Regions from separate parts of the Bos taurus genome. Here region 2 is linked to region 1. The links are chromatin contacts, called in public Hi-C maps. All regions are on one chromosome and are shown on one strand. The core of a region is the stretch at or near the end of the contact, and the rest is flanking DNA. Distances in the headings are between cores, read along the strand shown. Region 1 holds the start of SPACA3 (sperm acrosome associated 3). Region 2 has its middle 16 kb from the start of TMEM98.

Region 1 (4,454 bases), core at 1,130-3,629:
CTGGCATGTGTTGCCATTTCCTTTTCCAGGGTATCCTCCCAATCCAGGGATGGAACCTACATCTAATGCATTGGCAGGTGGCTTCTTTACCATTGAGCCGCCTGGGAAGCCCAAAAGATGCTTTAGGATAACTTAAACCTGAAGGCAGCCAGTGGGGGAATCTCTGCTGGGATGGGGTCAAGAATCTGAGCTTGCTTTGGGGAAACCGGAAAGACTTGTGTTGAGCTCAGCAGAGAAATAAAGACCCACCAAATGTCAACAAGGGCCTTGTCTGCCCTCATAACCTTTTTTTTTGAGCTGCTGTTTCTTCTTCTCCATTTAAAAATAAAAGTCAAGTGGGAAATAACAAAGCATACAGTAATATAATAATAAGCTGAAAGATGACTCAATAAAAAGAAGTGATAAAATAATAAAAGCAGGCTGATACAGTAAAAAAAAAAAACAAACCCAAAACTCAACCAAACAGAATCACCACCCAGGGCCAGACAATAAAAGCAATAGCTAAGATGTACTGATCCAACTGGTGATCGTGACAGTGAAGGAGGATTATTCTCATTTTACAGAGGAGAGAAATGATGCTTGGGGAGATTACGTATCATGGTTCCAGGGGGTGGGGCAGGGGAATGACTCCATGTGATAGGTGAGGAAATGGAGGTTAACCCAACAAGAATAAATAGCCAGTCAGGGGCAGACCAAGACACTGAGCTCAGGTTTTCTAGCTCAAGTCCAGGGAACTTTCACCTGGACAGAGGCCAAGCCTTGGTGGTATATTGGCATCATCAGGGAAGCTCTGAAGAAATCCTGATGCTGAAGAGGTATTTCTTCAAAGAAGACATGCAGATGGTCAACAGGCATATGAAAAAATGTTCCACACCTCTAATTATTAGAGAAATGCAAGTCAAAACCACGATCACACCTGTCAGGATAATTATTATAAAAAAAAAGTGAAAGATAAGTTTTGGCAAACATATGGAGAAATTGGAACCCTTGTGTATTGTTGGTAGGAATGCAAAATGGTGAAGCTGCTATGGAAAACAGTGTCCTCAAAACACTAAAAAATAGAACTACTGTATGATCCGGCCATGCCACTTCTGGATATTTATCCAAAAGAATGGAAATCAGGATCTCAAAGAGATGTTAGCACTCCTATGCTCATTGCAGCATTATTCACAAGTGCCATGATGTGGAAACAAGCAAAATGTCCATCACATGAATAGATATTTAAAATGTGATATATACATCCAAGGGTATAACTATTCAGCCTTAAAAAGGAAGGCAATCCTGTAGCATATGACCACGTGGATGAGCCTTCAGGACATTATGCTCAGTGAAACAAGCTGGTCACAGAAAGACCAATACTATATGACCCCACTTATAGGAGGTGTTTAAAAGAGTCAAGTTCATAGAGTCGAAGAGTGGAACTGTGGTTGCCGGGGGCTGGGAGAGAAGGGCATGGGGAGTCACTGATCTATGGCCATAAAGTTTTAGTTAAATGAGATGAAGAAGTTCTGAAGTTCTTCTGTACAACACTGTGCCTACGATCAACAACACCGTACTAGACATTTAAAATTTTGGTGAGGGTAGATCTCACGATAAGGGTTTCTACCACAATAAAATTAGAAAATAAAAAAGGAGATCCTGATGCAACCACAGGTCAACCCCTCGATTCTAATCTGGTCCATCTGTGGCTAGGGGGGAGGCACACAGGACGGACAGGAGCAGCCTGGCATGTTTTTGGCTGTTAGTAGTAACGGATCCTGTGTCTCGCGCACCTTTCAAGGTATTTCCTGTCTTGCTATTCCCCCTTGAGAATTAAGGAAACAGAGAGGTTAAGTCCCTTTTACTGGGACACCCAGCTGGTAGTCACTGGCGCCTGTCTTCATTCTCAGATCAGCCTGACTGCCAAGTCCATGCCCTTAAGGCTTTGAAGCAGGGGCCCCTGTGGGGCGTGGATGTGGTTGTCACATGCCCTTCCATTTCATTTCTCTGCCCCGCAAGCTTTAGCATCGGCAGCATCACCTTTGTCCTGGGCTTGTCCACTATCATCACACAGATGGAGAACGGGGTGGAGGAGAACGGGAGCAGAACGGAAGAGTGGAATGGTGAGGTCAGCTGCCCGGGGAGACGGTGGGCACCCGCCAGCATCAGCATTGCTGGGTAACCCCCAGAAGGGCCTGTTGGGAGGAGAGGAGCCATCCTTCAAAGTGTCGTGTGTAGGGGCAGAAGCAGGCAAGAGGAGGTGAGCTTAGATACTCTGAACAGGTCTCCAGGCCCTGAAACTGAGGGGTTTGAGTGGGGGTGCTATCAAAGCTCAGTGGGTGAAGATGGTTCTAGAAGATGAGCTCACAGAACTGGGGAGTTCCAGAAGGCCCCGCGTCAGTTTCCCATCATTCTCTCCCAGCCGGGTGCTGGGGGGCCCATCAGTATCATGGGGCGTGTTCTGGGCTGAAGCCGGGTGTCGGGCCACCGCTGTTACTGCTACGGTCACTGCTGCGCAGCTCTGGTGAGGACGACACGGTCAGTGAGCCGCCTTCCCCCTCCTCCTGCAGCTGTTAACCAGGGCCCTGGGCTGGTCTGACCAGAGAGGGGCTTGGGAAAATGAAGGTGGTGGTCAGAGATGGTGAGGGGATACTGGGCTGGTGAGGATGGGGGCGCTGAGCTGAGAGAGAGAGAGAGGGAGAGAGAGAGAGGGGAGACCACGCTGGCAGGTCTCTGGTCTTTGAATCACCAGACCTGACTCCTTCCACCTCTAGACCTGCTGGGGAAGGCTCAGGAAGAAGTTACTTTGAAATAACTCTTGCTACTGAAAAAGCAGAAACAGTCTCTGTATAACAGTGGGTTTTGTTCCTTCATCTATAATTGGGGATAGTAATCCTCCCCGCCCCTCAAATTGTTGTGAGGATTAGATGAGATTAAGTCAGAAAACAGCCAGAAAAGGGCCAGCACAGTGTCGGTCACACTTTAAGAACTCAGAAGGGTGTCTGCCTCCCTCTCACCCCCGACACTTTGATGAGTGGGCTCATGCGCTGAGCACATGACTTCCGTATACTTCAGTCTTGAGAAGGGCCCATTTGATCAGCCACTCCAGGCCGGCAACTCTGCTTGACTCTCAGGATAAGAAGAGAAATAAGAACGCCATTGTTCTCTGGAGGCTCACCTTGTAGTGGGGGAAGGCTGATGTCTTTTACAGTCTAGTGTGCAGAAACACGGCGCTTTGGGGGTCTTGAGGGGGGCCGGGCGCTTCCTGGGGACATCTCACTGGGGAACTCACTTCTGATGTGACCTTTGAAATGAGTAAGAGTGATGCAAGTAAAGGAAAAGGGTTCTCATTCAGATGGCAGGTTCATCATGAGCAAATGACATGGCATTATTGCCGTCATTTAGTCGTTAAGTCGTGTCTGACTCTTTGGCGAGCTCATGGACTGTAGCCCACCAGGCTCCTCTGTCCATGGGATTTCCCAGGCAAGAATATTGGAGTGAGTTGTCATTTCCTTCTCCAGGGGATCTTCCAGACCCAGGGTTCAAACCCACATCTCCTGCTTGGCAGGCAGATTCTTTAACACTGAGCCACCTGGGAAGCCCTGACATGGCATGACTGGAGCTTAAAGTATCGTGGGGAGAGGTCAGCAAGCCTGGGTCACCAGGGTCGTTGTGGACCACACTTGGGATCAGTGATGAAGGACACCATCTAAGGATGTCCCCTGGCCAGGCTTTTTGTTTAAAACCTTCAGTCTGGTGAATGTGTGTAGAATAGTTTGGGAGAAGAGTCAGGACTAGATGCAAGGAGACCATCAGCACACCAGGAGGGTGGTCTGAACTAAGGGAAAGACGTTGCTCTTGGAGGGAAGGTGGCCTCACCAGCACTTCGGGATTGATGGGTTGCGGATGAGTGAAAGATGTTGTGATGGAGAGAAGGAGTGAAGAATGACATTTATATAGCTAGTTTGGATAACCATAGGTTTAAACCATGCAACATGATGAGTTTAAAGCCAAGAATGTTTTAAACCAAGAAGAGAAGACATAGAAAAGAGCTCTAAAACAGTGGGACCATGGGCTGTACTTTGGATGTGCTCAGCTGGAGGTGCCGGTGTTACCCACATGGAGACAGTCAGGAGGCAGTTAGCTGTGAGGTTGGCCGCTCTGGGGAAGATGTAATAGGAGCCATCATCCTGCAGGGGGCAGTAGGGACAGGCATGCTCAGGCATCCTGCAGCCTGCCAAGGTTTCCTTTGTTTTGTCTTTGCCGGGCCTCCTGTGGCACGTGGGATCTTAGTTCCTGGACCAGGAATTGAACCCGTGCCCCCTGTAGTGGAAGCACAGAGTCGTAACCACTGGACCACCAGGGAATTCACAAGAGTGTTTCCTGAAGTGGGAGCGAGGACAGCTCAAGGCAGAAATGCCTAGGAAGTGTATCAGCATTTAAGACCTGGGCAGAAGTGTGTTGCACAAGGGGAG
Region 2 (4,767 bases), core at 13-2,512, 37 kb before region 1:
TTTTGTCCTTTTCCCTCCCTTTCAATACCTGCTTTTGTAACCAGATTGGGAACCACCACGCTAAGGTTGCAGTGACCGCCACAGCTGTCACTGTCCCTGCATTTCAACCCAGACCAGAGCCCTTAGCCAAAGAGAGCCCTTAACCTCTCAGACACCATCCACAGGTGTGGGGTTAGAAGTGGAGAAGTTTCCCAGCATCTCTTCCCGTCTCTTCTCATTCCCATCTCTTCTCTGAGCCCTGGCAAGTCCTGGACCACCTGCTCCCCCAAGCCCTGAGATCCTGATCCTTTAGTAGTGAGGTTCCTGAAGACCTTAAAAGCGTCTGCCAGGCTGCAGGATCTGCGATTCTGCTCCTGTATAGTCTTCCTTTTGTCTCTAGCTCAGGACAAATACGTCTCTGGATCTGGTTGCTGTTGGCGCCTGGTGGATGAGGTGGAAGCACCGTCTTTGGGGTGGGTCTCTTCTAGCCCTTTGGGAGTTGGCGGAACTTGCCTCTTTTCTTGGGAGGAGCTGGTCGGGGAGCTGGGGATCCAGCCAGGTCTCAAATCCAGAGGACGGACACAGCCCAAGTCCCTAGTTCACTGGTGTCTTCGTGTATCGTCATAGATCTTTTCTCCCATGACCCCTACCCCCACCTCCTACCCTGGAGCAGGAACAGCAGACTCAGATTCTGAACGAAGAAGAAACTAGGGATCGGAATTGAGTATGAGATGAGCAAGCGCTTTGAAGTCAGACAGAATTAGATTCAAACTTGGGTTCAGTCATTGTGTGAGCTTGGACAAGTTTCTTAATCTCTCTGGTCCTAAGCTCTGTCATCTGTAAAAAACCAAGGTTGCTGCCTCACTGAGCCTCTCAGGTGGCTTAGTGGTGAAGAATCTACCTGGTATTGCAAGAGACAGAAGATGTGGGTCCAGATGCTTCCCTGGGTCAGGAAGATCCCCTGGGGCAGGAAACGGCAACCCACTCCAGTATTCTTGCCTGGAAAATCCCTCAGGGTTGGTATGCCAGTTAAATGAAGCAGTATATGCAAAATGCCCAACTGTGTGCCTGGTACTCATTAGCCAATGTTAACCCTTCTCTCCCCAGAGCTCCTTGTGCCCTGGAGCAGCTGATCAAGATGGTGTCACCCCAGTTACCATAGCTCTGTCTAAGCAGGAGCTCGGGAGCCGAGTAGCCAAAAGTCCGGAATCCACTGCAGTAGGGAGAGTGGCCCAGCCTTGTGCCTGCCCCACCCCAGCTGTGTTCACAACAGGAAGGCAGTCCACGCTCCTGGCCTCTTAGCAGTGTTCCCAGGGTTGACTGCCCAAACCCACATTCCTTCAGAGCGCAGCCTGGAGCCTCCTCCAGCTTGTGAAATCTCCCAGACAGAACACGTGTTCTTGGCATCCAACTTGCCCTGGTGCTTACCCTGACCGCCTCATTCCAGGAGTTCCTTCTCTTCAGAGACCCTTTCCACTCTGCGTGGCCACACAAGCCTGACCTTAACAAAATGACTTACAGTTCAAAGCCCCTGAGTTGCGTTACGACCTTGGACACTTTGGAAAGGTGTCAAGTGAAGAATTTCCATCTATTTCCTCCTTCACTCCCTCTGTCCTCCTCTCCCTCCCTTCTCATTTCCCCCCTCCCTCCTCTTCTCCCTCCCACCCACAAGTACTGTTTACTTACTCTGGAGGAAGCGTAGTGCTAGGTGCTGGGAATATGAAACCAAAGTCACAATCCCTGGTCTTAAAAAGCAGAGACAGGGACTTCCCTGACAGTCCAGTGGTTGAGACTTCACCTTCCCATGCAAGGGACTAGGGTTCTATCCCTAGTCGGGAAACTGGGGGTTGGACATGTTGGCAGATCATGGAGGACTTTATAGGTTATATTAGGGAGTCGAAGCTTCATCCTGAGCATAATGGGGACCTAGAAAAGCTTTCCCTGGGAGGTGACTTGGTCAGATTCGCAATTTACAAAGAGTCATTTATTTCATACCCTAGGATGTTAGACTCCAAGACCCAGAAATGTCCTGATGTCACTGTTACATGTTTCCTGCCCCCTGAGTCTCAGAGGCTCATGACTCAATCACAGTATAAAGGCAGGGTGGGCAAATGCGTAGGGATAGAGGAAGAGAGGGGCTGGGGCTGGAACAGGAAGTGCCGGGGTAATGACCTAATCCCGCTGGGTCTGATCCTGGTAGGTAGCTACCGTGTCTTTGTATCAGAAATGCTAATGGGCAGTTTTGAGAATTTGCAACATCCCTTGGTTCTTACTGTTTAATTCTACGTCTGTTTTATCATCCCCATTTTACGGATCAGCAAATCAAAGCCTAGAGAGAGAAGGATGAGAGAAGGGGGCATTCCCTGGTGATCTAGTGGTTGGCACTTAGCACTTTCACTGCTGTGGCCTGGGTTTAATCCCTGGTCGGGTAACCGAGATCCTGCGAGCCTTGTGGCACGGCCACCCCTCCCTCCCAGGAAAGAATGAGAGCGGGAACTCCAACTCTCCACTTTGTGTTCTTTAAAAAAAATTTATTTATTTATTTATTTATTATTTATTTGGCTGCACCGGGTCTAGTTCCCTGACCAGAGATTGAACCTGGCTCCCCTGCGTTGGGAGCTGGCAGTCTTAGCCCCTGGACCCCCAGGGAAGTCTCCTGTGTTCTCTACCTACTGTGTTCTCTACCTACTCCTGCCTGCCTGCGTTCAGTGGGTGGGGAAATCCATAACAAGAAGGAAACAGCAGATACCAGAGTTATTCTATTTTCTTCTAGTATTTTTCATTAAAAATGGTGGTCACGACCCATACATTAATTTCATGGCCTACTAATTGGTTACAACCCCCAGGATGATAGAACATGGGCACTAAAATGAGAGCTGGGGCATGGGTGAGATAGTCTCTCTCCACTCAAGATGACTTAATTTTACCCTTTTTAAGTAAAGCATGCATTTACCAGAATAACAGCAAAAAAATTTATGGTGCAAAATGGAATAATTAATTTATTACGTGATTAATTAGTTCAAAAGTCATCTGTGGACTCTCTACACTGGATTAAACCCTGGGATGCAGGAATGAATAAAAATATAATGCCTCTCTTGAGATGCATATGATCTAAGGTGGAAAGAAACCCATAAAGAGTGATTTTCAATCTGTTAATAATTCGGTTAATTGCTGGATAAGGGACTGTGTGTGTTAGTGGTAGCACAGAGCAGGGGCAGCAACCTCATCTCGCGAGAGAGTTTCTAAGAGTTTCCCAAAGATGATGCTGTCTCAGAAGCATTGTTAAGGAGGACAAGTGTTAGCCGGGAAAAGAAGATTGCATGAGATCTAGGAGGCGGTGGTGGTGGAGGAGAACAGAGGCCTGGGGAAGGGCAGTCTGTGCAGCCGACATCCCATGCTGGGCTCGGGGAATTACTGTTTTAATTGTCCTGAAGGAGGGTGGGGGTAGGATGGGGGATAAGAAGGGGGTGGGGGGCATGATGGGAGATCAGATGGGAGAAGAGGCATGGACCAGAGCCTGGGGTTTTCTTTTAGGTGGTAGGGAGCTATTGAAAGTTTAAAAAGTGCTTAGTTTTTTCTTGAAGAACAGTCAAATGATCTCTGTGCCCTTATCTGCCTTCAATGTTACTCGAATTTGATAAATGCACTATCGTTTAGCGTTATGTTAATTTGTGTTTCGCTGAGTGCTGGTGGAACAAAAAATTTTTCATGTGTTTATTAGCTCTTTGTACTTATTCACGTCCTTTGCCCATTTGTCTTCTGGGATTTTATTATTTTTCTTATCGATCTGTATGAGCTCTTTATATATTAAGGATAACAACCCTTTGTCATATTTATTGCGTAGACTTTCCCCAGCCTTGTCATTTGCCTTTTAGTTTTGTTTAGAATGGTTTCTGACATCCAGCCGTTTTAAATTTGGTATAGTCAAATGTATTGATTTTCTTTCCCTTAGTGATTTCTCTTTCATTGCTTTTATGCTTAGAAAATCCTCTCTCATCCAAAGATCAAATAAATATCATTGAAATGTTTGGAGCAGTGATGTGCCATGGGTGAATGATTATTAATAATATTCACAAGTTAGATGTACTGGTAAAACCAACAAACCAACCAACCAACCAACCAAGCAGACTGGAAGAAATCAACCCTTCCTTTATTCACCCCAAACCCAGCTCAAAGTTAAAGGTGGGAACCATAAGGGATCAAAGAGATGGATGAGGGTGATGAGGAAAGGCAGAGAGAGTCTTAAAGGACTAGCAGGAGGTGGTCAGTGTGGGGAAGAGCTCCATATCCTAAGTTAAATATGAAGGAACATAGCATGTTTGGCTAGAATCTTAGATGAGACAAAGCAGGGATGGGAGAGTGGGTTGAAAAGAGGATTAGGGAAAGGCAAAGAAAGAAAGTGAAGTTGCTCAGTCGTGTCTGACTCTTTGCAATCCCATGGACTGTAGTCTACCAGGCTTCTCTGTCCATGGGATTTTCCAGGCAAGATTACTGTAGTGGGTTGCCATTTCCTTCTCCAGGTTATCTTCCTGACCCAGGGATCGAACCCAGGTCTCCTGCATTGCAGGCAGACGCTTTACCCTCTGAGCCACCAGGGAAGCCCAGGGAAAGCCAAGCAGGGCCCATAAATCATGCTTACTGTATCCTGAGGGCAATGGAGAGCCATTGAAGATATAACCCAAATAATTCTTGGTACCTCATGGAGTCATTCTCTGCAGTTTCATCTGAGGAAGCACAGGCTGGCAGTCAAAAGTAATTAGAAAGGAAGACTGATGACAAGCTAGACAA

The links. Hi-C and Micro-C count contacts between places; a contact is called where the count stands out from the background.
Region 2: a Hi-C map of liver shows a contact between it and region 1, with 1.8 times the contacts expected there. The contact joins the enhancer-like site here to the promoter of SPACA3 in region 1. A contact is called at or near these places in 2 of 11 Hi-C or Micro-C datasets (liver and skeletal muscle).

The regions. Positions count from the first base shown.
Region 1 is chr19:17,245,870-17,250,323 of ARS-UCD2.0, reverse strand. It overlaps SPACA3 (sperm acrosome associated 3), which reads left to right and starts at 2,379. Exons shown (of 5, transcript NM_001105007.1): 1 at 2,379-2,517.
Region 2 is chr19:17,281,751-17,286,517 of ARS-UCD2.0, reverse strand. No RefSeq gene overlaps it. Among named protein-coding and RNA genes, the nearest start is that of TMEM98, 16 kb to the left of the region's middle. Within about 2 kb of position 1,262, at least 37 of the 102 cell types and tissues checked have an H3K27ac peak or open chromatin away from gene starts, as enhancers often do. A contact at or near this core is called in liver, where this site is marked.